7 separate regions of the Mus musculus genome follow, and all the other regions are linked to region 1. Evidence: chromatin contacts called from public promoter capture Hi-C and targeted proximity ligation data. All regions are on one chromosome and are shown on one strand. The core of a region is the stretch at or near the end of the contact, and the rest is flanking DNA. Distances in the headings are between cores, read along the strand shown. Region 1 holds the start of Incenp (inner centromere protein). Region 2 holds the start of Prpf19 (pre-mRNA processing factor 19). Region 3 holds the start of Tmem132a (transmembrane protein 132A). Region 4 holds the start of B3gat3 (beta-1,3-glucuronyltransferase 3 (glucuronosyltransferase I)). Region 5 holds the start of Mta2 (metastasis-associated gene family, member 2). Region 6 holds the start of Ahnak (AHNAK nucleoprotein (desmoyokin)). Region 7 has its middle 35 kb from the start of Scgb1a1.

Region 1 (3,669 bases), core at 802-3,301:
TACCCCAAGTGGTAAACACATGAAAGATCAAGAGTGGGTGGCAGCTATGAGCACTAATATATCGGATCCCACCTTATATAAGGACAGGAAGTTCCCACCATGACTTACACTTTCAAAAGCAAGAAGCATGCATACACACTTCAGCCTCTCAGCTACAGAAAAAGGTCAGGGAAGAAAGGGCTATATTACTGATCCTCTTGGAACATAATGCCATCATATACTGTGGCCTCTAGGTTCTTCCTTGAAGTTCTTCAGCCTGATGTATGAGGCACACTACCCTTTTGCCCTTCAAACAAGTTCTGGCCTCTAGGAACTCTGTCTCCTGTTTTGTACAGCTTCTTCACTTAGCTTTCAGCTCCTTAAGGAGGATCAGACCTCCAATCCAAGCCAAGATCTCACACACAGATTCCAGCTATGTGCACAGCAAATGAGTGATTGTTTATGTTTGCCTACTGCTGGCCTCTACCCACTAACCTGCTCTCTGAGGGTAAGCCTTGTGCCTTCCTCAGCAACAAAAGAGTCTGGCACTTGTGGAATGAATTCATTCATCCATCAACTAATCCTAAAGGTTGTCTCACCATCACACACTGGGACACTCAGTGAGCAACTCAGTAGGCACATGTTAGAACAGGCCAAAACACACCCTGACCTAACGGCCAAAGGCAGCACTAACTGGGGCAAAACCGAATGGATAGGGGCACTGAGCCTTTAGGAAAAAGCATTAACTGTGCAGCCAGCTACTCATCAGCATGGCCTCTCCACTGAGTCTCCCTATCCCCCTGCACCAGAAAACAGCCCTAGCCAAGTCCAAGGCCTCATCAGTTCAAGGCCAGCAAAGAGAAGAGAAAACTGCACAAGGACTCCAAAGACTTGCAGAGGAGCTATAAGAAAGTAACAAATGGGAAATTTTACAAAATGTCTGCTCATGCTACAATCGGAGTGAGCGCTTCTTTCACCAAGTCCAATACCACACTTCTTCTTCCATGGGGAAATGTGCTTTCTAGCAAGCCCTCGCTGAAAAGTTAGAAAAGGTGACTCTGAGGAAAGGAGGAGGTGTAACAAGAATCAGACTCCTGGGTAACTTCACCTTCAGTCCACGAAATAAACAAACCCTACCATGGGAGAAGGAAGGTCACTTCCTCTCCACAAATACTATTTCTGTGCCATTCAGCAGATTAGCAATTGCCATCTCCTCTGGGGGTGCAGGAAATGAACTAAGCATTTCTCCCCACACACACCCCTCCAAGCAGGAAGATCGATCGCTAAAACTGCTCTTCCACTCAAGAGTCCTACTCCATGCCAAGAAACCTCTCAATTCCTTTTTGCCACATACTCCAAGATACCCATGCACATACAAATCTAGGTCAAAGTCACCAAGAAAATCGGAGGGCGGAGCCTGGATTTAAAATGTTTTTTAACCACTAGCCACAGGCCTCCAGGACAATAGTTTCAAGCTCAGAATGACACAATCCCAACGCTTGGCAGCAGGAAGCTGGAGGGAACTGCGCCGCTGACAAGAGCCTACGCTTGCGGGGATGACAAAATAAGTAGCAGGGCGGTCTCCGGAGCTGGGTCAGTTTTTAAATGCTGCTCAGCTGGGACGAAGCTGAGCAGCCGTTGCCATAAAAAGACTCAAGTCCGGGTTTACAGAGCAGCCCAGGCTCTGCACAGGTGTTAGGCCCGGCGTGCGGGGAAGAGGACTGACCATTCTCGGATCCCAGGACTCAAGTGCAGGGCCTCGAAGTTCATCTCCAAGCCTAGAACCATTGGAAGTGATCCCCACACCCATAAGCAACCCATAGGCGAAAGTGACTCCCCTGGCCCATCCTGGGAAGCGAAGAGGCCGGGACCAGTGGCCGAACACCGCGACCCTGCGACTCCCGACGCCCGTTCTCACTCACCCGGCGGCGCCGCGTCTTCCCGGACCACTCCTTTTCCAGTCCGCGGCTTCCGCAGATTAAGCTTCCCGCCACGCCGGACCGGCTGGACTCCCAGTACCGCGAGCTCGCCGCAGGCGAGGACCTACCGGGCGAAGAGCGCGGGCGAATCTACGATTTTCAAAATTGTGGCTCAACCAATTCCCCTTAAGTTTGTCTGGGCGGTTACAAAACTCCAAACCAATCACGTAACAGGACGCACGAGTCCGCTTATCTGCTGGCTGTTAGTGCTGTCAATCTGTGGGACTAGGAGGCGGGGAGAAGAACGTTGACGCTTTTAACACGCCCCAACTTCCGGAAGCTGCGGCAATCTACCCGGCGAGGAAGTGGTTGCGACGAATTACAAGTCCCTGCGTGCACTGCGAAGGCAGGCTTGGTTGGGGAGGATGCCTATTTATCTTCGAGCCAGCCGCTTGGTTCGTTTCAAGTCCGGAATGCTTCTGCGTTCGGAATGACAGCTCTGCTACTTTGCAGTAGTAAAAAGAAACACATTGCAAATCTCACAGAGCCTTCCCTCCAAGAGCAGTCAGGCATATAGTTACAGAATGTTTCCTTAGACCTCCGATTGTCACCCGGAAGTGTTTGCTAAGTACCCTCCAGATTGGACGCCACATACAACGGAGAATTTTTCTGGCCACATATAAAGGTAAAGTCTTGAGTTGAAGGTGTGTCACCACCACCTGTAAAATAAAACACCTCCACCTTCTTTATAGAATCATTCTCAGTAGCCAAGAGGTGGGCGAAACTACAAATGTCCCTGGACAGATTAAACAGAGGGGTTTTATTTATTTTTAAATTGTTTTTCCTTTTATTGAAAATAGATTTCTTTACTCACATACTATATCCTGATACAGTTCCCCTCCCTCTGCTCCTCCCAGTTCTAACCTCCCCTTCCATCTGTATCCACTCCCTTTCAAAACAGACTTCTAAGGGATAATAATAAACTAAGATGTAAAACATAAGATAATACAAAACCTATCATATCTGAATTGGATGAAACAAAGAAAAAAAGCCCCAAGAGAAGGCACAAAGACCAGAGACCCACTTGTTCGAACACTCGGGAATTCCATAAAAGCACTGGAAGCCATAACATATATGCAAGAACCTGATGCAGAGCTGTGCAAACTCTGTCTGGCTGTGAGTCTCTGTATTTGTTCCTATCTGCTTCAGGAGGAAGCTTCTCTGATGATGGCTGAGCAAGGCAATGATCTGAGTGTAGCAGAATGTCAATCACTAGGAGTCATTTTATTGCTATGTTCCTTTAGTAGAACAGTAGTATTTAGTTTAACCCTAGGTCCCTGAGCTATCTTGTCTCAGATTGTTGTTCACCCAAGCAGGATTCGATCTTGTGGAGTGGGCCTTAGGTCAAATCAGATATTGGTTGGTTACTGCCACAGGTTTGTGCCACTATTGCCCCAACATACCTTGCAGGCAGACACCATTGTAGGGTTTTGTTGATCCCACCTGTAATGGTTTGTATATTCTTGGTCTAGGGAGTGGCGCCATTTGGAGGTGTGACCTAGTTGGAGTAGGTGTGTCACTGTGGGTGTGGACTTAACACTCTCACCCTTGGTGCCTGGAAGTCAATCTTCCACTAGCAGCCTTTGGATGAAGACATAGAAGGCTCAGCTCTGCCTGTGCCATGCCTGCCTGGATGCTGCTGTGCTCTCACCTTGATGATAATGGACTGAACCACTGAACCTGTAAGCCAGCCCCAATTAAATGTTGCTTT
Region 2 (3,669 bases), core at 360-2,859, 1.0 Mb after region 1:
GCAGAAATAAAACAAAAGAGAAGGCCTGAGCATGTTTTCCTTGGGAGGCTAGGAGACAAAGAGGGAAGTGCAGAGATCTGACTGGTTGATAGGTCAGATTTCTCCAGTGTACTTTTCATAAGGACCAAGGCAGGCAGAACATAGTTACCATGCTTGCTGTGATTGGCAGGGCTAGGACATGTGGCCATTGCCTCTGTCTGTCCTGATTTCTTAGAAGGTTAGAAAGCTAGTTTTAATTTGCTACCATAGAACTCCATTATGACTGATACCATTTTAGTTTATTTACTTACTCTCAATGTGCCACCAGGCCTAGCCTATTTATTTATTTTACTGTGTGTGCTTGTGTGTGTGTGTGTGTGGGGGGGGTGTCTTGGGGACTGAACTCGGGTATCAGGCTTGGTAGCCGATCTGGTCCGGTCTTTAGTAGAGAAAACAAAAGAAGTTGGCAGGAGGCAGGGAACTGTTATTATAACAAAACACCTGAGGTAGGCTACTTTAAAGAAAAGAGGGTTCTCCTTGCTCAAATTTCTAGAAGCACAAGGTTCAAAGAGAATGACGTGGGCAATGTCTAGGGCCTCTTCCTTGCTGGTGTCACATTGCCATGGAAGTCAACTGGTTCATTTGTGCCTGTTCACTCTTTCTTTCCCTATATGAACTCCACCAGGATTCTTGTAATGTCTTATTCTAAAGATCCCACCTCTACATTCCACAGTTAAGCTAGATAGTAATGACACACACCTTTGATTTCAGCACTCAAAAGGCAGAGACAGGAAGATCTTTGAGTTTGAGGCCAGCCTTATCTGCAGACTGAGTTCCAGGACAGCCAGGGCTACACACACACACACACACACACACACACACACACACACACAAACCCAGTCTCAAAAAAACAAAAACAAAACCACAGAAAAACACCATAGTCGTGCTAACTTTCCACTCTTACTGTTTGGTTGCTTATTGAGACATGTTCTCTCTACACAGCTCTGACTGCCCTGGATTGGAGCTCACTATATAACCAGGTTGGACTTGTACTCCGAGATCTGCCTGCCTCTGAAGCCCAGTGCCTGTGTTTAAAGACTTCTGCAAACACACCCATCAAATTTCCATTCTTTTAAACGTACACATAAGACGCTGGGAACTAAATTCCCTTGAGTTTACAAAACAGACTATATTTAAAACGTAGCAGGCAACGAAGTCATTGGCTTGCCCATATTTCCAGAGCAAGAATTTAGGCAGTGTTAGTTTCTTTACTCATTTGTGCTTTATTTACAGGGTCACATTGTTTCTCAAAAGCCGGCCAAGGAACACAGGTCTCCGAATCATGCCTACAGACTCTCTAAGGCAGACTCTAGGAATCTGCACTTTTACAAGCTCCTGAAAAATCTGTCTTGCACACGACCATTTCAAAGACTAGTGTTCCCTAGGTGACAGCAGCTCCATCTAAAAAAAAAAAAAAAAAAAAGAGCCTTGGCGGTCCCCGCAGCCTCATGGGAAATGTAGTTTCTTCTCTCCTTCCCGCCTCAGGCCTCTTGGAGCGCTCGCCGGAAGAAGCCGAGCCAATGCGGAAACAGCCGAGTGTTTCGAGGCGGGCCTTTTCCTGCTCGGTTGCATGCTGGGAAAGGGCAGTTTCCGTTAGCTGCAGAAGGCTGAGGCGCGCCACCGGCCACCTCCCCACGTGAAGCAGTTGTGCGAGCATCGCCACGCTGGGCAGCTGTCTACCCGCGTCCGAGCGCTCCGGAAGCGGCGGGGGACCGGAAGTGGCCCGCGGAGGCTGCAGAGAACCGGGAACCCTCTGTGAGGCGACTGGCAGCAGCGCTACGACGGCGCCATGTCCCTGATCTGCTCGAGTGAGTGCTGGCTGCGGCGGGAGGCGGGAGCGTGTGTGGCCCCTGTGGCTCGGGCCCTGGAGCTCCCGGCCCTGCGTGCAGGGTGCATTTGCGCAGGGCTGCGCAATTCACGTAGCTGGGAAGAATGACTGTCTCAGGGGTCTTTTGAAACCGGCGTCGTTTTACAGAGCTGAGACAGGCCTGAGCAGAAGTGGGGGGGAGGAGCTGGTGCAGTGAAAAACAGCTCTTGGTGTCAAAAAACCCGAGGACATGCCCAGGATCCGCCTCCAATTGTGATCTGGGCTCTAGCGGGTTTGGGCCTCAGTTTCCCCATCTGCAAAATTGAAAGCATTGCAGTGGGCATTGCTTGGGAAACCTCGCTTAGGAATCGGACTTTCCGATTTGCAGAGATCACGCAGTGACTTCGAGACAGGGCTGGAAGCCAGGTGTCTGGCTTCTAGCCTCGCGCAGTATGACTAATGAAAACAGCGAATGTTTAGAAAACCTGTATTGATTTACGATGCATTTCCAAACGGTGATCTCATTTTATGCTTACAAGAATTGTCTGAAGGGAAATAAAGATCCGTGAGTTACAGAGGGTGTCGGAAGTCTTGAAGAATGGGTTTACCTAGGGGTGTGCGAGGAAGCTAAGCAGTGGAGCTTGGCTCTTTGAGCCTGGATCCATGGTTTTCCCGTGCACTATGCTGTCCTGTCTTGGGGTGTTGTATTACGGCATTGCGGGTGTTCTCCCATATTGTTTACCACGTTACTAGATTCCTCGCCTTCTCTATTTCCCTCTCAGAACGTTGCCATTAGTTCAAAGAAGGAAAAGGAGGAGGGAAATGACAAGCAGAAAAGGAAATCTCATACTAGAGAAATTGCAGTTTGCAAAGTATTTACAAACGATTTGTTTTCTTTCCATCTTTGAGACCACACTCTTACGTGCCCAGGGCTATCCTTCCTCTGGTAGAAGAGGGAAAGCTCCCAGAAAGCTTTAGTCGTCGAGTAGTGTGATAAACCAACAGAATAGGACAGGAAGGCCGTGTACAAGATACGGGTTTTAAATATGGCACAAATCCATACTTAATAACACATGCATGGGAGTCCTGCAAAAATAGGTGATTCTAAGAGAAGCCACGGAGAAGAATAGGAGCTTGAACCTTAGGATGGTGACTCACAACCTATGGGAGGCTGAATAGAATTGTGTGGTGAATAAGAGCTGTTTTGTGATGTGACAAGTCGCTATCTTAGAGCAGCTTTCAGAAGAGTCTGATGTGGAGGTAGCTTCCACTTGTCTGCTAAAGTGAACCAGTTGACCCTGTTTAGGGGAAGGTAGAGAAACAAGTCTGAGAAGGTCAGAGAGACCTTGGTTTTAAGCCTGCTTTTGGGGCCTTCATTTCTTTATTTTTTATTTTGGTAGTTAAGCATGCTCAAGGCTTCGTACTTTGGAATATTCTTTTCTGGGCCCCGGGACTTTTGCACTCATTTACCCTGTTATGATGTTTATCAAGTGTCAGCTTAGTATCTGCATTGTCCTGGAGGTCAGTGACAGCTGTAACGGCCATCTTCAAGGGTACACAGACTATTCTGTCAAGCGCTTAGAATAGAATCTTGCTTGGCATGTAGTAGCAGAGCTCTTTGTTTGCTTGTTTTCATTTTATCAGTACTTGTCACGTTGCTTCGGAATTTCTCCTGTTGATCTGTCTAGGGCTCCCACTGGATGACAGGTTTGAGTTGTGCTCTGTGTGCTTCTCTGTCCATCTCGGTTCAAAAATGAGATGGGCAGGACTTACTGACCACTCTGTACAGTACTGGCACATAGGATCTGGGCAGTTATTATTTA
Region 3 (3,669 bases), core at 636-3,135, 970 kb after region 1:
ATGTAGTAAGTCTTTCAGTTCCCACACAATTCTTTGGATTAAATTCTATTACTACAAATTCCACTTAATGGATGTAAAAAATGATGTATGAGGGTTCTCCAACCTGCAGTGGACCTGAGAGGCCAGTCAGGATCTCACCACCTAGCTACCCAGCCGTTCCATCCAGGGCAACCCCAGCATGCCATGTGGCCTTCACACTGTGCCCCCACCCTCCTTCAGGGTCAAGAGTACACCCTGCCTCCTCGAGGAAGCCTTCTGTGGTCATTCAGCCCCTTGCTGGACACCTTGTTCCGGCTCTGCTTGCTGCTACTGCTTTTCTAAGATGGGGAACAATCCTCCCGTTTCTCCAGAGTACCTGGAACCCCAAGTGCAGTCCATGGGCTTGGCTCTGCTGCCTCTCCTGTATTATGTGAACCCCAGGCTCTGTCTTACTCATTCTGTAATTCCCATGACTCTCCCTGAAGAGGTTTGGGGGATAAGGGGAGAGATCTGACTTTATGCCCTAGCTCTACTCCATGAAAGATGGGCCAGTCACCAGCATCTTGGAGCCTGGGTTTCCTTCCTCACTGGTACAAGGGGTGGGAGTATTTCATAACCCGGTGAGCAGGGGAGGGTTTTGGAAGCTTGGTGTAGATCATACTGGAAGTGAGATTGTTAGTGAGCCAAATGAAAAAGCTTTCCTTCCCTCACTGTGGAGGGGTTATTAGGACCCCCACTGGTTCTGCAGGGTTTGGAGCAGGTACCTAAAAGAAGTTCCAGAACCAGCTCTCTCAGCCCCACAGCTGAGCTGGGACGGCGGGGCTTTTCTCTAGAGTGCCCCCCCCCCGCGCGCGCGCCCGCGCACCAGTATCCCTAAGGGTAACAAGTGAGTGACTGTTGTTGGTCCTTAGGGTGGCTCCGGTCCACCTTCTAATTCAATGTTTCCATAATTACAAGATGCTCAGTAGCCTGACTCCCACGGACTTCCATGGTCTCCCATCACGGAGAATCCAGCCCTCTTGATGGGGGCAGAAAGGTAGAGACTACTTCGCCATCTCCCAATTCCCATAACATCTTCCACCTTTCAGCCCCAGCTTATGGCAGGCACGCGGTAGCTGCTGCCCCTTTCGTACTCAGTGATGGGTGCACCCACAAGGGCTCGGAAAGGCAAGGCTGGGACTCTCCCAGAAGACTCCAATGTTGGAGATCTCCTTGGAACAGGGAGAGAGAGGGGGAGAGAGAGAGGGGGAAAGGGAGAGAGGGGGGGGGGCAGAGGCATATCTCTCGGGTCTCAGGCAAAGAGCCTGTTTTGCATTCCTGTGACTAACCAGCGGGTTTCTGGGGACTAGAACTGCAGGTTAGGAAGAGGTGGTGCACGGGGAAGCAGGGCAGCCGGGTTAGATGTCGCGGCTGGAGAGGGGCTCGCAGAGGAGTTGGGACCGGGCTAGTGAAGATGGGAGTGAAAAGACTTTAGGAGCATCTAGGTGGTGCACAGAGAAGAAAGCCAAAGGGCTGTTGGCTGGGAACCGGTTTCCCAAGGTTAGACCTCTCCAGGGCATCGCTCTAGGTTTAGTTCTAGAGTCCAGTGGCTTGGGGGCATCAATGGCGCGTGGCCTCGGACGGACAGGGCCAGGTCGCCCCTCCCCACCCCTCCCTTCCCTCTGACCTCTCACGACTTCCAGGGCGAGAGCCACCAGGAGGCAGAACCAGGCACCGTAGGGCCCCCGAGGGGCCGCAGCCTTGCGTTCAGTCATCGAGGCGCACTCCTTCCCACCAAAGGAGGGTAACCGGCGCGCGGCTCAGGTGGCTGCAATCTGTCCCCACATCTCCCGCGCCCGCTCCGCGCCAGCCGCTGTGGCCAGCTAGTTCCCTGCGCCGCCGGCCCGCGGCTGCAGTTCCCAGACAATGGAGCAGGAGCAGTGGGGTGGGAGGGAACGCAGGCACATGGGCTGTCCCCTTCGCCCCGCCGGGTCCTAGTGCCCTGCGGATCCCAAAACCCAGAGCGTGGCCCCGTGCCTAGGGTGCCTAGGATTGGAATAAGGCAGCGTCCCTGGAGACTAAGCAGATTGATGTCCTCTGCCAGGAAGCACAAGGTGCGTTCTGGGATTCCTCGTGGAAGCCGATGATCAAGGAGAAAAACAAACAAAACCCGTTTCCTCTGCCTCATACCCTCCCCACAGGCATCTCACCTGTGAAGGCATCTAGAATTCAGGGACATAAGAGAACAGAGCTGCTGGGGCAGAAAAGGAGAGGCCAAACCAGGCCAGACCACCTTAGGCCATCCGTGGAGGCAGCTTGTCTCATGCCCAAACCTATCCCAGAAAGAGTCCCTAAGGATGAAGGGTGTAGGCTGGTCAACCCTTCTGAGGGAGTCCTGACTCCCAGTGCCACCTAGCCTTGCCCTCAGGTAGTGTTGGGAGAGGTCCAGATTTGGCATCTCCATGGCAACTTAAAGAGGAAAAAGAAACAGAAACGTGCCCGGGCCTTACACAAAAGAGCAGAACCACCTGGAGCCACATTGAGAACCTTATTCAGTAAATTCCTGAGTCTGGGAGGGAAGCCAGTTTTTCCAGGTTCCCCAAGCTAGCAATATAAGCACCCTGCAGGAAGGGGCAACTTCAGTCCCAACAGAGCTGCCAGATCTGCAAGCTTTCCAAGAGAGTGCATGCCTCCCTCCAGAGTCCTAGGGGGAAAGGTACCAGGTACATCCTGCCTTCCTGAGCCCTCCCTTCCTCCCAACAGATTTCTGCTAGAAGTCCAGAAGGAAGAGAGTTTGTCAGCAGAGACTTTTGAGTAAATACATTTTATTCAGAAGAAGATAATAAAATAGCATGCACTTTAAAACCACCAAGCGCTGATAAAAACATATCACTGCAGCCATGATTCCACATCAAACCTTCAGTAAGAATAGGCATTTAATCTTCACATCTTGTGCTGGACCTGGCATGGGTCATCTCCCTCCACCAGGGACCTAAAGGCCAAGGCCAAGGCCAAGAGTGAGCAAGTGGTGGAGAGGGGTTAGTGGCAGGCTCACTCCTAGCCCTGCAGAACAGATCAGGGCAAAGCCGTGCCCTTCCCAGCTACTGGGACACAACACTGACCAACGCTTGCTTCTGGATGGCAGAGAGTGGACAGGGGTAAAACTGCAAGACAGCAGGTCCTCCTGCCCTTTTCAAGGTCCCTGAAACCCTCAAGGGAGATTCGACAATCCCAGCAGGGCCGTTGCTTTGTTTGCTGGAGTGGGGATTCTGCAAGGGGCTCACTCTGACCACGAAGTAGCCACAGCACACTTTCCCACATTCAGTGTGGCAAGGGGCACCTGGAGGGTGCTGCTGACTCCTGCTAAGGCACTTGTAACAGAGCATAGATGCACAGGCCTCCAGGGACCCTTTCCTCCCCCTTCATCCTTATCTCCAATCTCCTACCCCTGCCCATTGCAGTGCAATGAGGAAGACAGAGAGGGCCGCAAGGGACTTGGGATGGTAGTGTGGCTGGGAGCAGGAAGAAAAGAGCTGGGGGGGGGGGGGGGGAGTGGTCAAACAGGAGCTTCAGCCTGGGCAGGCCTTGTGTAAGGAAGCAGCAGGTTAATCATCACGGAGATCAGCGGGCAGTGGTGCTGGCTGAGAGCAGAAGCCAGGGCTGAGGGCTCCAACCTGCCCTGGGGGAGGCAGGCTGGGAGCACAGAAGGGC
Region 4 (3,669 bases), core at 421-2,920, 980 kb before region 1:
CCCTTTCTTCCTTTCTTTCTTTCTTTCTTTCTTTCTTTCTTTCTTTCTTTCTTTCTTTCTTTCTTTCTTTCTTCCTTTCTTCCTTTCTTCCTTTCTTCCTTTCTTCCTTTCTTCCTTTCTTCCTTTCTTCCTTTCTTCCTTTCTTCCTTTCTTTCTTTTTTGAGACAGGGTTTCTCTGTATAGCTCTGGCTGTCCTGGAACTCACTCTGTAGACCAAGCTAGAACTCTGAAATCTACCTGCCTCTGCCTCCCAAGTGCTGAGATTAAAGGCGTGTGCCACCATTGCCATGCTGACCATCTTGAGATATAGTGGAGTTTACCTCCACTTTCAATGTTGTCCAGGAATTGCGGACATGTACCACTACCCCAGGTTTTTTTGGTGATAGAAACTAGTGCACATGCTGGCCAGTGGTGGTGTATGCCCCTTAAATCCCAGCAGAGGTAGACAGATCTCTTGAGTTTGCCTAGCTAGCAAAGTGAGTTCCAGAACAGTCAGGGTGGTTAAATAGAGAAACTGAAACCTTGTTTTGGGCGGGGATGGGGGTTTGGGGGTAGGGGTGGGACAAAGAAAAACTGCATATTAGACAAGCTACTTCCTGGACTAAATATGTAAATTGTTACATATCCGTGAATAAAGTATCATTGTTGTAGTGTAGACTTGGTACCCACTTTTAGCTCTGTAGTCACTTGCTGAAGAGAGGTGACCCTGAAGAAACTACAGCTCGTGGAGCGGAAAATCTAGAAGGAACTTTTAAAAATTGTCCCATGGTAATGACATAATTTTGGCCTAAAATTGGAAGGCTGATGAGATGGTTCAACAGTTAGAGCACCAAACCTGAGGTCCCAAGGCTAAAACTCCAAAGTCCTCTGGTCCTCACGAACATGTGTAACTGTTTTCAAATCCTATTTTTAATGATGATTCTTAAACACTTTAACCTCCCTTGTAGTCCACCACCCACCAGAGGTTGTGGAAAATGAAAGATACGGGGGATGTGGACATGTTTAGAAAGATTCTTTGGAGTAGCTTTTGTCTGTTGTCTGGAAATCTGCAGTTCACTTCACAGGCTAGCAGTGGCAGCTTGATCCACTCAGACATTTCATGAATCTATCAGCAGTTCAGTTCGGTAGAGTAGGGATAGCGAACACGAAGCAGCGGTGGCACAACCTAACAGACAACCAGGACAATCAGCACAAAGCAGGAGGGACCAGCAGGAATGCCATTAGAAAACATTTACATCACAACTCCTAACGGCAAAATTACAGTTTTGAAGTAGCAACAAAATGAATTTTATGATGGGGAGGATGCCAAATCATGAGGAACTGTATTAGAGGGTCCCAGTATTAGGAAGATTGAGAATCACTGGAAACGACCTAGCCAAGCACCTGGTGCGTTTTAGATTTCACTCATTGGTTGAACAAGTAATGAACAACCGTTTCTTTAAGCAGCCAATGCTGAGGCTGAAGGATGGTTGAGTGAGTCTAGAAAACTCAGTGACAAGGGTGGAGCTTGTGCTCAATTGGGAGCTTCAAGATGATTATAGAGCTAGGCCACACAAGCTCTTGGTCAGCCTGCCACGACCGCTTGACCCAGCGGATATAGCGTCAACGCCCTGAATGGCCTACCAGGAGGCGGGACCGGAAGCTGCCTGTGGGAGGGACGCCACTAGCCGGAAGTGGTCCCAGGTGTCGCTCAGAGTCCCGCGTTCCCGGGAACTAGTAAGGGAGCCTGGGGAAGGCGGGGCGCGGCCCGGGCGGCCGGGGCGGGGCCGGCGGGAGGGCGGAGGGCCGGGCGGACCTGTCCCTGCCGGTCCCGGTGGACCCCGCCTGCCCCGGTGGCACCGGCCATGAAGCTGAAGCTGAAGAACGTGTTTCTTGCCTACTTCCTGGTGTCGATCGCCGGCCTCCTCTACGCTCTGGTGCAGCTCGGTGAGCGGGGCGGGGCGGGGCGGTGTGCGGAGGGCCGGCCCAAGGCGCTGGGGATGAGACCCGCAGACAGCGGCTTCCCGCTCGCTCAGCCCTCGGGACAGCCCTCGGTGACCCCTTGTGTAGAACTCTCGGCAGTCTGCAACTCCGCGGATACCGGTCAAGCCCCAAATGACCCCGCCGCCGCCAAGCAACCTATTTTCCACCCTCCCCTTGCTCTGCCTCTCAGACCGGCTTGCTGATAGGTTTTTGAGAACCCCCTGGTTCATTGTCCCCTCCAGCTTTTGACCAGCTGTGCTCTCCCCACCTCCAGGCCATCTATTTCTCATCCTGGTTTTAGGCCAGATGTCACATCAGGACTTCCCTGACCACCTTAGCTCAAGTAACCCTTATTAGTCTTGATCTCTTTTAATTTTCTAAGTGGCCCATATCACAATTTGTAATGACTTTATTAGTGTCTACCTCTTCCACTAAAGTAGCTAGGGAGTAGGGACTGCCCCCCCCTTTTATTCAATAAATATTTGTCGTGTAATGGAATCTGTGAACTTACTGACAAGTCAGTGGTCACGTGACCACGGAGCGCCTTGAATCCAGCCTTTTATGTGGGAGCTTGGTAAACGCTTTTCAGGTAGTGCCATTACAGGAGAGCCTCTAGTTCAGACTGTTATATTCCTTATGTGTGGAAGGTAAAATTAGGATCAGAAGGTAGAAAGGACAGAAAGGCTGACAGATAATCGTCGAAATGTACTAGTGAAAATAGTGGCAGGGCTGAGGGTGTAGCACAGTGGTAGAACACTCACAAGTGTAAGGCCCTGGGTTGGAGCCCCAGCAAAGAAAAATAGAGTGACAGATGGAACTGGTTAAAATTGAAGAGTTGAATGTTGTGGCACACCGTTTGGGAAACAGGTCAGTGGGTTAAAGGTCTGAGGTCAGTCAGCTTGGAGCCATTATAGCAAGACCTACCTTAAAACAGTAACACAGTAACAGTGAAAGGTGAAGAGTCTCTGACACCATTCTAAAAAAAAAAAAAAAAGCAAGTTACAAGGGAATTTCTGTATTGGCTAGGAATTAAAAAGAATTGGCCTGGGTTTTTGAACTACTTACTATCCTGTGGTTCTCTGTCACAACTTGCTCACCCTGTTGGTGCTTCCTGGTACCAGGCCAGCCTTGCGACTGCCTCCCTCCGCTTCGAGCTGCAGCTGAGCAGCTTCGGCAGAAGGACCTGAGGATATCCCAGTTGCAAGCTGATCTCCGTCGCCCACCCCCTGTCCCAGCCCAGCCCCCTGAACCTGAGGCCCTGCCTACTATCTATGTCATTACCCCCACCTACGCCAGGTACGGCTCTGGTACACTCAGGAGCTCTGTATTGAACAGGAAGAGGGTTAATGATGAATCTGGGGAGGCACTGAAGTATGGGGTGATGCTTAAACTAGAGCTTGCCAAATGTTATGAAAAGTGATCCGCATCTTTAGTCAGGTTTGTGGGAAAATGTCTTTTTCCTTTAAAAATAGACAAAGGAGTATTAGGAAGTAGATTACCGAGTTATTGCAAAACTTTAACGACAATTAAGTGTGAAAGAAAATTTGAGCTTGCCATTGAATGAACTCTTCTTAGGAATCTTTTGGTTAGACTGTCTCAAAGCTAACACACACACACAAATACTCAACAACAAAACCAACAAACAAACAAAACCCCAAAAATTTCTGATTAAATTTAGAAAACAGGGCTAAGCAGGTTTAGTCAAAT
Region 5 (3,669 bases), core at 428-2,927, 960 kb before region 1:
TAGGGCAAGTGGGGGAGGGGCAGCTGATGAGAAACTGTTAGTGCTTTATCCAGAGGCTCTAGGCATGTCTAAGGCTACATTCTCTGTTTCTGAGACAGGGTTCCCTCTGTCACCTGCGTTTGTAGACCAGGGTGGCCCCCAACTCAGAGATCTGTCTGCCCCACTAGGACTGGGATTAAGGATCTGCACCATCATGCAGGCCTAACTTAAAGCCAAGCCAAGTCAGTGAGAACTTGGGAAGCACACAGTGGGGTTCATAGTGGACGCTATGCCTATGATCAGTTCATGTCGTCAAGTGAGGGAAGAATGACGGCTGAGTAGGCGATTTCCACCTAGGGGATGTGGCTGGAGGCTGCAAACTGCTGAGGAACCGCTATGAGAGCAGAGACCGGGAGTGGGCTACCTATACCTGTGTGCTGGGCTTCCACGTCTATGGTGAGCCAGGATCTGGAATCCGTTAGGAGGGCTGGGGAAACAAGGAAGAACCCATTCTGCCCTCAGAATCCTGGGCGTGTGCCACCTCGGGGTGGGGGTCATAGTGGCAAATCCAGGCTAGGAGGCCCCTTGGGATTGTCTGGAGCGCAGTGGCAACCTGAAGACCTGAAACACTGCAACTCTAGGTTGTGGTAGCAGCCTGACTCAGGCCACCTGTTGTGTTAGGTGTGTGGCCTGATGGCTCTGATGGGACAGACATCAACTCCCTTTGCCGCTCCCACAATGAACGGGTGGTGGCTGTGGCAGACGACTTCTGCAAAGTACACCTCTTTCAGTACCCATGTGCTCGAGCCAAGGTGAGGCTTCAGGGGACCATTGGGCCCAGGTGGGTAGGTTTGGTACCCTGCCATTGCTGCAACCAGTTGTTTTTTTTTTTTTTTTCTCTCATCTAGGCGCCAAGTCGTATGTACTCAGGCCATGGCAGCCATGTGACTAGTGTCCGGTTCACGCACGACGACTCATACCTTGTCTCCTTAGGTGGCAAGGATGCTAGCATCTTTCAGTGGCGAGTGCTGGGGGCAGGGAGCTCTGGGCCCGCTCCTGCCACACCATCTAGAACGCCCTCTCTGTCCCCTGCCTCCTCCCTGGACGTGTGATTGATGCTGGATGGTCTTGTCCCTCTGGTACTGTGGTCTGGCCCCACCCTGGCCAAAACCCCTAGGACCAAGGACAGTCTTTTCCTGTGCTGGCTTTTTCTTTGACTTCATACATTCCCAATTGCGCATTTTTCTGGAGGGGCTAACCACCCCACTGCACACAAAATAACAACAGACTTGCTGGCTGAGCCAGGCAACCCAGCTCCGACACCCTCTGCTCGGTGAGGGGCAATAAAAAGAAAAAAGTAACTGCCTGGTGCTTTTGTGCGGCGGGTCCCCTCAGGGGCCCAGTTGTGTTAGGATGAAAGAAAAAAGTGCAGGGCGGGAAGAGAAAAGGGAGTTCAGACCAAATATGCAAATAACAGGCAAAGCGGCTTGCAAATAACCTCAAGAAGAGTGAGGGCGCGCGCGCGCCTTTCGACGCCACTGCCGGGGAGCTGCTAGGACCCATAGTGCAAAGAGTTAATTCCGGCTCCTCACCGCCCTCAGGGGCGGGGTCGAGCTGCAACGGAAATAACCGAGCGCGAGGCCGCGGCTGAGCGAAAGGAGCCGAGTTCCTTCCGGAAGTGGCCGATCTGCGGGGTCTTGCTCTCCGACCTGAGCCGAGCGCTGGGCCTTGTTCTCCGGATCGGCCGAAGGTGTTCCGGAAGGAGGCGAACCCGGACGCGGGCAGGGCAAACCTTGCCAGCGGTTGGCACCGCACGACGTCTGCTGGGACTCGGTGAGGACGCTAGGAGCTGGAACCTCACTCCGGTCAGGCAGGAATCGAGCTCGTTCCGGAAGAAGCCGAGTAGACCGGAGCTGGCCTCGGTGTCCCGGCGTGAGGCTATAGCAGTGTCGTCGTCGCGCGGGCAGTGATGAGCCGCGGCGGCTGAGCGAGCAGAGGTGCCGGCTGCTCGGGCCCCATCGACACTTCCGCGAAGCGTCAGCCACGCGCTGGGGGCTTCGTCTGGAGCTGAGCTTTGCCCCCGCGAGCCTCCGGGACCTCTTTGTGTGGCCGGAGGCGGCGGCGGGAACGGCCATGGCGGCTAACATGTACCGGGTGGGAGGTGAGTACCCTGAGCGGAAGAGGCTGAGGCCGGGATCAGGGAGACTCGGTGTCCGCAGGCGCGGGGGAGCCACATCTGGGGTCGTGTGGGCCGCGGCACCGACCGGAACCGGAATCAAGAGCCATGGTTCCGCGGCGGCGACGCTATCGGGCGCAGAGTCTACCGCAGAGGCTTACCTGCAGCCGTAACGGTGCTCTTGAGACCTGTGACTGGATCGCCGGGCTGGAAGTGGCCTTGGCTTTGGAAGGGGCCCGAGTGACCCACCGTCCGGCCAGCCGCGCTAGGGGCTAGGCGCGCAGGGGTTTTCTTTTCTGTGGCGGCTTGTGCGTTCGCGAAGGTGGGGCCTGAACAGTTTACTCAATTCTCCTATACAAGGATGCAACTTGAGTGCAAAGTTGTATGGACTCCAGGGAAATTCTTGTTCTTGTTTCTTAAGTCTCACTTTTGAGTGAAGATCTGACTTTAGAACTGGGTGTTGCAGGGGTAGGGGGTAAAAACTCATTTCCTTTTTCTTCTTTTTTCCTTGTTTCTTTTTAGACAAGGTTTATTCTCTGTGTAGTCTTGGCTGTCCTGGGACTCATACTGTAGACCAGGCTGTCCTCGAACTCAGAGATCCGCCTGCCTCTGCCTCCTGACTGCTGGAATTAAAGGTGTGTGACACCACTGCCTGGCAAAGTATTTCCATAATATCTCTTTTCCTTCCTTCCTTTTTTTTTTTTTTTTTTTTCTTTTTTTCTCTCTTCTCTTCCCCCACCCCCCATTTCCTTTTTGAGGCAGGTTTCCCCCTTGTTTCTTTTGAGACAAGGTTTCTCTGTGTAACCCTGGCTGTCCTGGAACTTGAGCTGTAGACTTGGCTGGCTTTGAACCAAGAGCCTGCTTTGGTCTCCCAGACTGCTGGGATTAAACGCATATGCCACCACTGTCCAGCTAATGACTAGTACTTATTTTCTTAACTCTCTCCTCTTGCTCATCTCCACTTCATCTCTATCTAGAATTTTGTCTCATTTTGGTCCACACAGAGCGACTTTTTCATCTGGGTGCCCTCTCCTCTGATCCTCTTGTTTCTTCCCCACCTCCTACAGATTACGTCTATTTTGAGAACTCCTCCAGCAATCCTTACCTGGTTAGACGGATTGAGGAGCTCAATAAGGTGAGTGGAGTTGGTTTTTTTTTTTTTTAATGATACAGGGTCTCTCTATTATGTAACCTTGGCTGCCTGGAACTTGCTGTGTAGACCAGGCTGATCTTAAACTCATGGAGACCCTTTTCATTGGTTCTGAAATTATCTTTGAGTATTAAGTCTTTACTGCTAAGTTTTTCTAGCTCTTCTACTTAGACCCTTAAGGAGATATTGCTTTTGACTCTGCGCACTTCCACTCCCCCACCTCCCCCCAGCACCTCCACTTTCTTTTGTTGTTGTTGTTGTTTTGTTTTGTTTTGAGACAGGGTTTCTCTGTGTAGCCCTGGCTGTCCTGGAACTCATTTTGTAGACCAGGCTGGCCTTGAACTCAGAAATCCGTCTGCCTCTG
Region 6 (3,669 bases), core at 434-2,933, 910 kb before region 1:
CTTGAGTTTTATTTTTTGAAATGTGTTTTGGCCTGATCCTCACTTGGTATCTCTGGGTGGCCTGGAACTTACTGAGTTCACCGTAGGGAGTGTGCTGGGAAGGGAGTAGATTTGGAGGGGGGGGGCTGTTAAGCCAATTGACAGTGTGTTTGTGATGTCTAGTGGGTTTGAGGAGGGGCAGAGAAAGAGAGAGAGAGAGAGAGAGAGAGAGAGAGAGGAATGTTAGTAGCCAAGTCTCTGCTTTGCCTGTCTTTACATGTCCATGCCTGTCTGAATTTCTACCTACATTTCTCTCCACCCTGGTGTGTCCATTACATCTGTGTCTGTTCTCTGTCACTCCCTTCTGTTGTCTCCCTCCCCCCATCGCCTGTACCCTGTGTGGTAACTGGACCTGGACACAGCCCCCAGGGCTGGCAGCAGACTTGGCTGATATTTTTAGCCTGCAAACATGTTTGCCATTTCAGAGGACAGGGCAGGGCTGGTCTCAGCCCCAGCCCACTCATGATCTTGGAGCGAAGGTGCTCCTGCCTCAGGCCAAGGTCTCAGTTCTCCAGCTTGAGGCCTCTTGGGGCATTTGGGAAGGAAGGGAAACTGGAGTGGGCAGCTGGGTAGCCACCTGCCAGAGAGGGTAGAACTCAATAGGGAAGGAGAAAAAGGGAGGTGCGGAGGGGGGATGCAGCCAGAACATCTCTGCAACCCCATCATTAAGCATTTAATAAAATCCACATAGAGTTAGAAGTGGCTGTGGGAAATGGCTGTAAATTGGGGAGCGGAGCAACTTGCAAATGGAAATATGGGGGAGGAGCTGTGAGAGGCGCAGAAGGCCTGGGAATGCAAAGAAAGTGCTGGATCTTGGGTTCCTCAAGCTTACTGGGGCATAGTGGTTCATGCCTTTAGTCCCAGGGTGGCAGAGGCAGGGGAATCTGTAAGGCTGTCAGTTCTAGCCAGTTCTGTGATGGCCGGGCTACACAGTCTGTGCTCCCTCCCCCAAATAAAATACCCAAAAGGCATGGGGGACAGAGTTTACAGGAGAGAGTGAGTTGTTCCATGGTGCGTCCAACAGCTGCAGGCCTGACTGGTGTCGCTGCAATGAAGAACAGCACCGTGGTGTGGTGCATAGGTGACTCCATTCCTAGGGGTCGGATCTAAGTCTTAGAGTCAGTGTGTTTTGTAGAAGAGGAGAGAGCCTGAAGGCGAGGAACGGGGCGAGGCTGCAAGAAGCCTGGGAACTGGGAGAGGAGGCTGGGGCCTGGGATTAATGTATCTGAGCTTGAGAGAAAGCTCAAAGGTCTGTGTGGAGGCTGGAGGTCGAGGTTGAATCATCTGAGCTTCTTGGCTCTTCTGCAGACTAGGTTGACTCTGGATTCCGACTGTGAATCTGTGCCCCTGCGTGCTTCCAGGAATTTCTTGCCGGTGAACACACACACACTGTTTAAAATGGGGTGGGAAGATCCAGAGCCGGGACAGGAGCAATAGATGGGATAGGGGAGGGGAAAAGGCGACGCCTCCTCGTCCCTGAGCCCCCTCAACCTTCTCCCTTCACCGGCCCATTCCAGGGTGGCTTCAGTGTTAGTCGTGCTCTCGGGTCCTTGCCCTATTCGGGCCCCGCCCGGCCCCGCCCTCTCCCCACAGCTCCGGGCAGACCCGCCCGAGTTACAAGAGCCGCCTCCGCGCACGGGGGCCCGGCCACTTGGAGCAGCTCTGCCGCGGGGACTGCACTGTCCGCCCTGCCAGACCCGCCCCGACTGGGGCTCGCCGTCGCCAGCAGTCAGCACTGCGACCTCGGGCCCTTCGCCGGCTATGGCTGCGTCCTGGGGCTGAGCCCGCAGGTAGGGAAGCGGAGCGCTGGGCGGTAAGGTGTGGGGCCAGGGTTCGGGCGACCAGGGGAGAGAGGGACTCGGACAAGGTGCATTTGCGGTAGTGTCACTACGAGGGTTCCGACTGTTGGGAGCAAACCTGGCCGCTTGCGGCCGCCGGGGCAGGCGACGCGTCACGCTTCGGGAGTAAAGCTCTTTCTCCGGAGTTGGGGCCAAGTTTAACTAAGTTAGAAAATCGCTTCGAAGTGTGCTTTGCTGCGCTTTTAGTTTTTTCCCGCGGATGTATTGTCGTTCCAACTGCAGTGCAGGGCGTTCCTGATCTGGTGGTCCCTGACCGATTCCATCTCTTTGGGGCGGCGGCTCAGAGCGCTACTTGGTTCCTATACCATGTTTACTGGAGAAGTTTCCAAGAGCCCCATCGCCCCTCCCGCGCCCCTGCACCGCGTGCCCCCTCTGCTGTCTTTCGCGGCTCCCCACACCTCCATCTCGAACTTCGCGTCCGGATTCCCCTCGGCCCCACCCTGCTCTGTACCACCAGCCTCTCCCTTTCTGGCTCCTAGCGGCGACTTTAACAGCTCCCCTTCAACTGCCCCGCCCTAGTCTTGCCCCTCTGTGTTTCCAGATCCAGAAAACTCCCTTCTTTCTCCAGGGCGTCGGAGCCTGGAAGTTTGCAGCGTGCCTCCCTGTGGGATGGGTGGGAGTGGGAGGGGGGGTGGGGGACATAATTAGGGAGATTCCTGCGCTGGGTGGGCGGGGAGGGGGCTGTGCAATCGACACAGTCCCCAGAACCTCCCTTGCTCCTTCTAGGGGCGGTGCTTTCTCCCCACCCCACCCCACTCCCAAACTCGTCCGGGCGGGATGGCCCCCGCCCCAGCGCCTGGCTGGATTCCAGCAGCCTGAGGAATGTAGTGGTTGGAGCCGGTGACTAATTCAAACCAGAATTCGGGGGTGGGGGTGGGGGTGAGGGGCAAAGCGGAGGGGGAAAGAGGCCGTGTGTAGGCGGTGGGGGCCGGAGCGCAGGGCGTAGGTGAAGGACTTCCCTGCTCTCCTTTGGAACCCTTCACTTTTGCAGTGCGCGCCAGCGGAGAGGGCGGGGGGCAAGATCCTACTGTGGGGTTGGAAAGGCAACATGCTTAGGGTGTGTGCAGAGAGCTGTGTTATGTAAGGCTTTCCCATGCAGGGAGGGGATGTGCAGTGTGCGGGAGCCTGGGCCTCCTCTGGCTGGAGCCCCTTTCAGTGCCGAGGCAGATTTGGGGGACGCAGAACCTTGGTGGCGTTGGGTTGACATCAGGGCTAGCTGTACATGGCGATGAGCACTGAAGACTCTTGGGGTGACCCGGGGATATCCTACAAGTCAAATGGAGTGGAGCCTTGACAACGTAGTGTCCCTGGTATGTGTGTGTGTGTGTGTGTGTGTGTGTGTGTGTGTGTGTGTGTGCTTGCCTGCTCACTCTATTGTCACTTCTGCACAATGTGACCACAGAAGATTGTGCGCATGATGTCTGGGTTGGCACCCTGGTTTGGCAGGGTGTGGCCCTAGGCTGTCTCTGAGGACACACGTGTCCAGGGGTACTTGTCTCAATGTCCCTGTTCTGTGGAGGGGATTTGCAGAAAAGCTTCTGGAGGTAGTTGGGGGGATGGGGGTGGGGGATCCTTGGAAAGTGACCTGGAATTCCCAGGAGAAAAAGGACTCCCAACAAATGGTTTTGAAACAGTTTGCCCTTAAACTTTAGCAATGGCAGGAACCATCTTACTGTACCTAACGTATACTAGATGGGATGAATTCACAAGATCCAATGATTCATGTCCTCATATCAATGATACTGTCCTCATAGGTGACTGGGAGAGGGGA
Region 7 (3,669 bases), core at 642-3,141, 850 kb before region 1:
CTTACTTTCTTACTTACTTACTGGTGTGTGTGTGTTTGTGTGTGTGAAGAATACATATGTGTATGTGTACAGAGCATGTGGCATCTGTTAGTAAGGGTGCAGGCATGGCACAGCATGCAGGTAGAGGTACAAGGGGAACGTGTAGGAGTCAGTTCCCTTTACCTTAGGTTCTAGAAATCAGACTTAGATCATCAGCACTTTCTTTTGTTGAGCCATTTCAGCCCCTCAAACTCACTTTTGTCTTCTCTTGAGACAGGCCTCTCTATGTAGCCCTGACTGGCCTGGAACTCTGTGTAGACAAGGCTGGACACAAACTCATAGAGATCTGCCTACCTCTGCCTCCTGAGTACTGGGAGTAAAGTCATCTTCCTCCACCCCTGGCTTTTCAGATCACTTTTTCTGAGGACCCTAGCAGTCATGTTCTGTATCTGATGCAACCCTCAGAAGAGCCCAGAGACAACAGGCGTGGTGGCGCACACCTTTAATCCCAGCACTTGGGAGGCAGTGGCAGGCGAATTTCTGAGTTCAAGGCCAGCCTGGTCTACAGAGTGAGTTCCAGGACAGCCAGGGCTATACAGAGAAACCCTGTCTCGAAAAACCAAAAAAAAAAAAAGAAGATCCCGGAGAAGGCAGTGTTGTGTCCATCTTACAGATCAGGAGAGTAAAGTCTGGGGGATTTAGTAACTGGCTGACATTAAACACTTCATTTATTTTTGTAATCAGGGTCTCATCTATTCCAGGTTGTGCTAGACCTCACTGTGTGACTAAGTCTGGGAATTACAGGTTCTGTTCAGAAAATGACACAAGCAATAAAGTGGTTCTTCTTTTTTTTTTAGCTGCTTTTTTTTTTTTTTTCCTTTCCCCAAGACAGGGTTTCTCTGTGTAGCCCTGGCTGTCCTGGAAGTCACTCTGTAGACCAGGCTGGTCTTGAACTCAGAAATCCGCCTGCCACTGCCTCCCAAGTGCTGGGATTAAAGGCGTGTGCCACCACTGCCTGGCGAATAAGTGGTTCTTACACATATGATGCATAAAAACTACCAGGGGGCTTGTGAAAAATATGGTGTTGTACCCCAACTCCCAAGGCTCTGATTTCCTCATAGCTTTAAAGAATTGAAGTAGAATGTACTTAACAAAAATTTCCAGTTTTAGTACCGATTTTCGAGACATGGTCTCTTGTAGTCCCCGGCTGGTCTCAGCTTGCTAGGTAGCCAGTATGACCTTGAACGTCAGAATCTCCTGTTCACTTCTACTTCCTATGGACTATTGAGGTTATAAGCATGTGCCATCATGGCTGTTTGGCACTGGGGAATCAAAGCCAGGGCCTCATGCATGCTAAGTAAGCACTCTATCAGGTAAGTTACACACACACATACACACACACACACACACACACACACACACACACACACACACACACCACATGTTTTAACCATTAAGTGTGCAGTGCTCTAGTTTAAATAAGCTCACATTCTGTACTGCTATCCATCTTTAGAACCTTTCCCCCTTTTCCTGCTAAAACTCAGACCCCTTGAACATCCCTGTTGAACACCACCTTCCCAGCCCCCCTGCCTGAGCCCCTGCAACCACCATTCTGTCCCTACATAGCTAACTATTTGAGTAACCTCAGAAGGTAAATTCAGAGTTTGCCTTTGTGTCTGGTTTATTTCACTGTCCGAGTATTTTAAACAAGGGCTTCTGGTCATCCTCATGCCAGGGTCTGGATCATTCTTTGAGAAATTATGGTAGCGGGTGGGAAGAGCGGGAGAGGAAGTGTGGTCCTGGCATAGGCATCAAGGGAGGGCTGAATTCATGCGGTTCTTGAGGGCTGGTATGAGTCAGAGCAGGCAGGAGGCAGGCCAACAGCCACAGAGAGGCCCTTGACAGGGTGGGGGAGGAGAGGCGGCTGGTGGCTGGTAGTTATTACTTAGAAGCAGCGAGGTTGATCTGTTATTATTTAGAGGGTGGTGGAGTTCAAAGTGGAGAGATATGAATGGTAGCTCACAAGATGGGGTAATGGAGATCCTAGAGGAGGATGGGGTTTGTGGTACCCAGGGAGGGCAACCAAAGTGGAGGTGCCTGGAGAACAGGGGCCTTACGGGGCAGTAGGAGGACAGTGTGGGAAGCTGGCCTAGGTGAGTCGGGTCAGAATGTGAAGTGAAAGCCTGCAGGGGAAGTATTTGAATAGGGCTGTATCCTCACTCTCCTCGCTGCTGTGGCAAATTCCTTGCAAAGGATACAAGGAAGGAAGAGCTTATTTTGGTTCACAGTTCTAGGCACAGTGATAGAGAAGTCATGGTGGCAGGCTATTGAGGCAGCTAGCCACATCGCATCCACACACAGATGGCATGGACTCACATCTATAATCCCAGCATCTGAGAGGTTGAAACGGGCCTTGCATGAGAGCCAGGCTAGCCTGGAGTTATAGGCTCTAATAAACAGACAGACATAGACAAGGAGGCATGGATCTGTAATACCAGAATTTGGGGGTTAGAGGCAGAAGGATCAAGAATTTGAAGTCAAATCTTTAACTATCAGAGAAATTTAAGTTAAAATCCCTTTTAGATCTCATCACGTACCAGTCAGAGTGGCTGTCATGAAGCAAACAAATGACAAGTGGGGGTGTGAAGAAAGGGAAAACTCTGTTTACTGCAATTGGGGGATGCAAAGTTGTGCAGCTATTGTGGAGATAGCACAATATTCTAAATCAACGAACAACCTAAAAATAAAACCACCAAATGACCCAGCTGCACTACTCCCTGGCATTTATTCAAAAGACTCTTAGTCAATATATCCCAATATCTACAGGCACATCGCTGTTCACTGCTGAGCTATCCACAATAGCCAGAAGATGGAAGGAGACTAGCTGCTAATTAACATATTAGTGGATAAAAGAAATGCAGTTTTATGTAGCCATAATGAAAAAAATGAAATTGTGACACTTGTAGGAAAAAACTGGAACTTGATAGCACGATGTTAAGCTAAATAAACCATGCATAGAACTAAAAAAAAAAAAAAAGAAAAGAAAAGAAAAAAAAGAATAAAAAGAATTTGAAGTCATCTTTGGGTACATGGTGAACTTCAGATTAGCCTAGTCTATATGAGACCTTGTCTCAAAATAAGAATAAGAATGAAAAGACAAAAACAAAACCAAAAAATGTGGGAGAGGTTCAGTGTGGGTGAGTGAGCTCCTGGCACTTGATTTTTGTTTTTATTTTTTGAGACAGGGCCCCACTATGTGAGCCCTGTCTATCTTCAAAAATGTGATCTTTGTACTTTGACCTCCTGAATGGTGGAATTATGGGTGTATGTGTGGATGCATGCCTGTGTACGTGTAACAGTATGTATGCATACATGCACACATGCACTTGTGTTTATATAGGTACACACATATGCTTGTGTATGTATACACATACAAAACACTCATATATACACAGAGGTTTACAAATGCATGTTTGTATGCATACACATGTATGTGGACTCACATCCATGTAAATGTGTGTATGAGAAGTGGGCTGTGGGAGGCTAGGATCCTACTGCAGCTGTCAGGGGTCAGAGCCAGCATCATGGAAATCATGGTTAAAATGATCTCAGCCTCAGTCTTAGACTAAAGTGGTTCAGGCAAATGGAAGTTACATAGTTAATAGTAAAAATGATATTGATTCTGTCGGT

What was found. Promoter capture Hi-C pulls out the DNA fragments that hold promoters and counts their contacts.
Region 2: a contact with region 1 is called in a promoter capture Hi-C map of liver, with 3 times the contacts expected there. A contact is called at or near these places in 5 of 39 promoter capture datasets (the 3T3-L1 cell line, hippocampal neurons, liver and 1 more) and 1 of 130 datasets of targeted methods (pancreatic cancer cells).
Region 3: a contact with region 1 is called in a promoter capture Hi-C map of liver, with 3 times the contacts expected there. A contact is called at or near these places in 4 of 39 promoter capture datasets (the 3T3-L1 cell line, liver and pre-B cells) and 1 of 130 datasets of targeted methods (pancreatic cancer cells).
Region 4: a promoter capture Hi-C map of second pharyngeal arch cranial neural crest shows a contact between it and region 1, with 6 times the contacts expected there. A contact is called at or near these places in 11 of 39 promoter capture datasets (the C10 cell line, the SN4741 cell line, cranial neural crest and 6 more), 1 of 484 Hi-C or Micro-C datasets (embryonic stem cells), 11 of 130 datasets of targeted methods (astrocytes, bone marrow-derived macrophages, embryonic stem cells and 6 more) and 1 of 9 other capture datasets (macrophages).
Region 5: a targeted proximity ligation map of embryonic stem cells shows a contact between it and region 1, with 6 times the contacts expected there. A contact is called at or near these places in 13 of 39 promoter capture datasets (3T3-L1-derived adipocytes, the C10 cell line, cranial neural crest and 6 more), 15 of 130 datasets of targeted methods (acute myeloid leukemia, astrocytes, differentiating embryonic stem cells and 7 more) and 1 of 9 other capture datasets (embryonic stem cells).
Region 6: a targeted proximity ligation map of pancreatic cancer cells shows a contact between it and region 1. A contact is called at or near these places in 10 of 39 promoter capture datasets (the 3T3-L1 cell line, the C10 cell line, the HPC-7 cell line and 6 more), 1 of 484 Hi-C or Micro-C datasets (embryonic stem cells), 14 of 130 datasets of targeted methods (the NIH/3T3 cell line, the SCID.adh cell line, astrocytes and 10 more) and 1 of 9 other capture datasets (embryonic stem cells).
Region 7: a contact with region 1 is called in a targeted proximity ligation map of astrocytes, with 3 times the contacts expected there. A contact is called at or near these places in 3 of 39 promoter capture datasets (cranial neural crest and embryonic stem cells) and 6 of 130 datasets of targeted methods (astrocytes, effector CD8 T cells, large pre-B cells and 3 more).

Annotation. Positions count from the first base shown.
Region 1 is chr19:9,897,438-9,901,106 of GRCm38.p6, forward strand. Incenp (inner centromere protein) reads right to left here and starts at 2,052. Exons shown (of 19, transcript NM_001369356.1): 1 at 1,902-2,052. Gm50340 (predicted gene, 50340) reads left to right here and starts at 2,241. Exons shown (of 3, transcript NR_168101.1): 1 at 2,241-2,583; 2 at 3,431-3,640.
Region 2 is chr19:10,893,622-10,897,290 of GRCm38.p6, forward strand. It overlaps Prpf19 (pre-mRNA processing factor 19), which reads left to right and starts at 1,610. Exons shown (of 16, transcript NM_134129.4): 1 at 1,610-1,847. The coding sequence starts at 1,829.
Region 3 is chr19:10,867,894-10,871,562 of GRCm38.p6, forward strand. It overlaps Tmem132a (transmembrane protein 132A), which reads right to left and starts at 1,886. Exons shown (of 11, transcript NM_133804.2): 1 at 1,646-1,886. The coding sequence starts at 1,733. It overlaps Tmem109 (transmembrane protein 109), which reads right to left. Exons shown (of 4, transcript NM_134142.1): 4 at 2,767-3,669.
Region 4 is chr19:8,918,723-8,922,391 of GRCm38.p6, forward strand. It overlaps B3gat3 (beta-1,3-glucuronyltransferase 3 (glucuronosyltransferase I)), which reads left to right and starts at 1,671. Exons shown (of 5, transcript NM_024256.2): 1 at 1,671-1,926; 2 at 3,084-3,258. The coding sequence starts at 1,845. Gm36629 (a long non-coding RNA gene) reads right to left here and starts at 3,120. Exons shown (of 3, transcript XR_003952913.1): 1 at 3,028-3,120; 2 at 2,887-2,938; 3 at 1-2,595.
Region 5 is chr19:8,940,243-8,943,911 of GRCm38.p6, forward strand. Mta2 (metastasis-associated gene family, member 2) reads left to right here and starts at 1,678. Exons shown (of 18, transcript NM_011842.3): 1 at 1,678-2,140; 2 at 3,223-3,290. The coding sequence starts at 2,113. Eml3 (echinoderm microtubule associated protein like 3) reads left to right here. Exons shown (of 22, transcript NM_144872.1): 20 at 337-435; 21 at 661-791; 22 at 888-1,340. The coding sequence ends at 1,091. Gm10353 (predicted gene 10353) reads right to left here and starts at 2,148. Exons shown (of 4, transcript NR_165499.1): 1 at 410-2,148.
Region 6 is chr19:8,987,601-8,991,269 of GRCm38.p6, forward strand. It overlaps Ahnak (AHNAK nucleoprotein (desmoyokin)), which reads left to right and starts at 1,684. Exons shown (of 5, transcript NM_009643.2): 1 at 1,684-1,829.
Region 7 is chr19:9,051,385-9,055,053 of GRCm38.p6, forward strand. It overlaps a transcript of Ahnak not described here. Among named protein-coding and RNA genes, the nearest start is that of Scgb1a1, 35 kb to the right of the region's middle.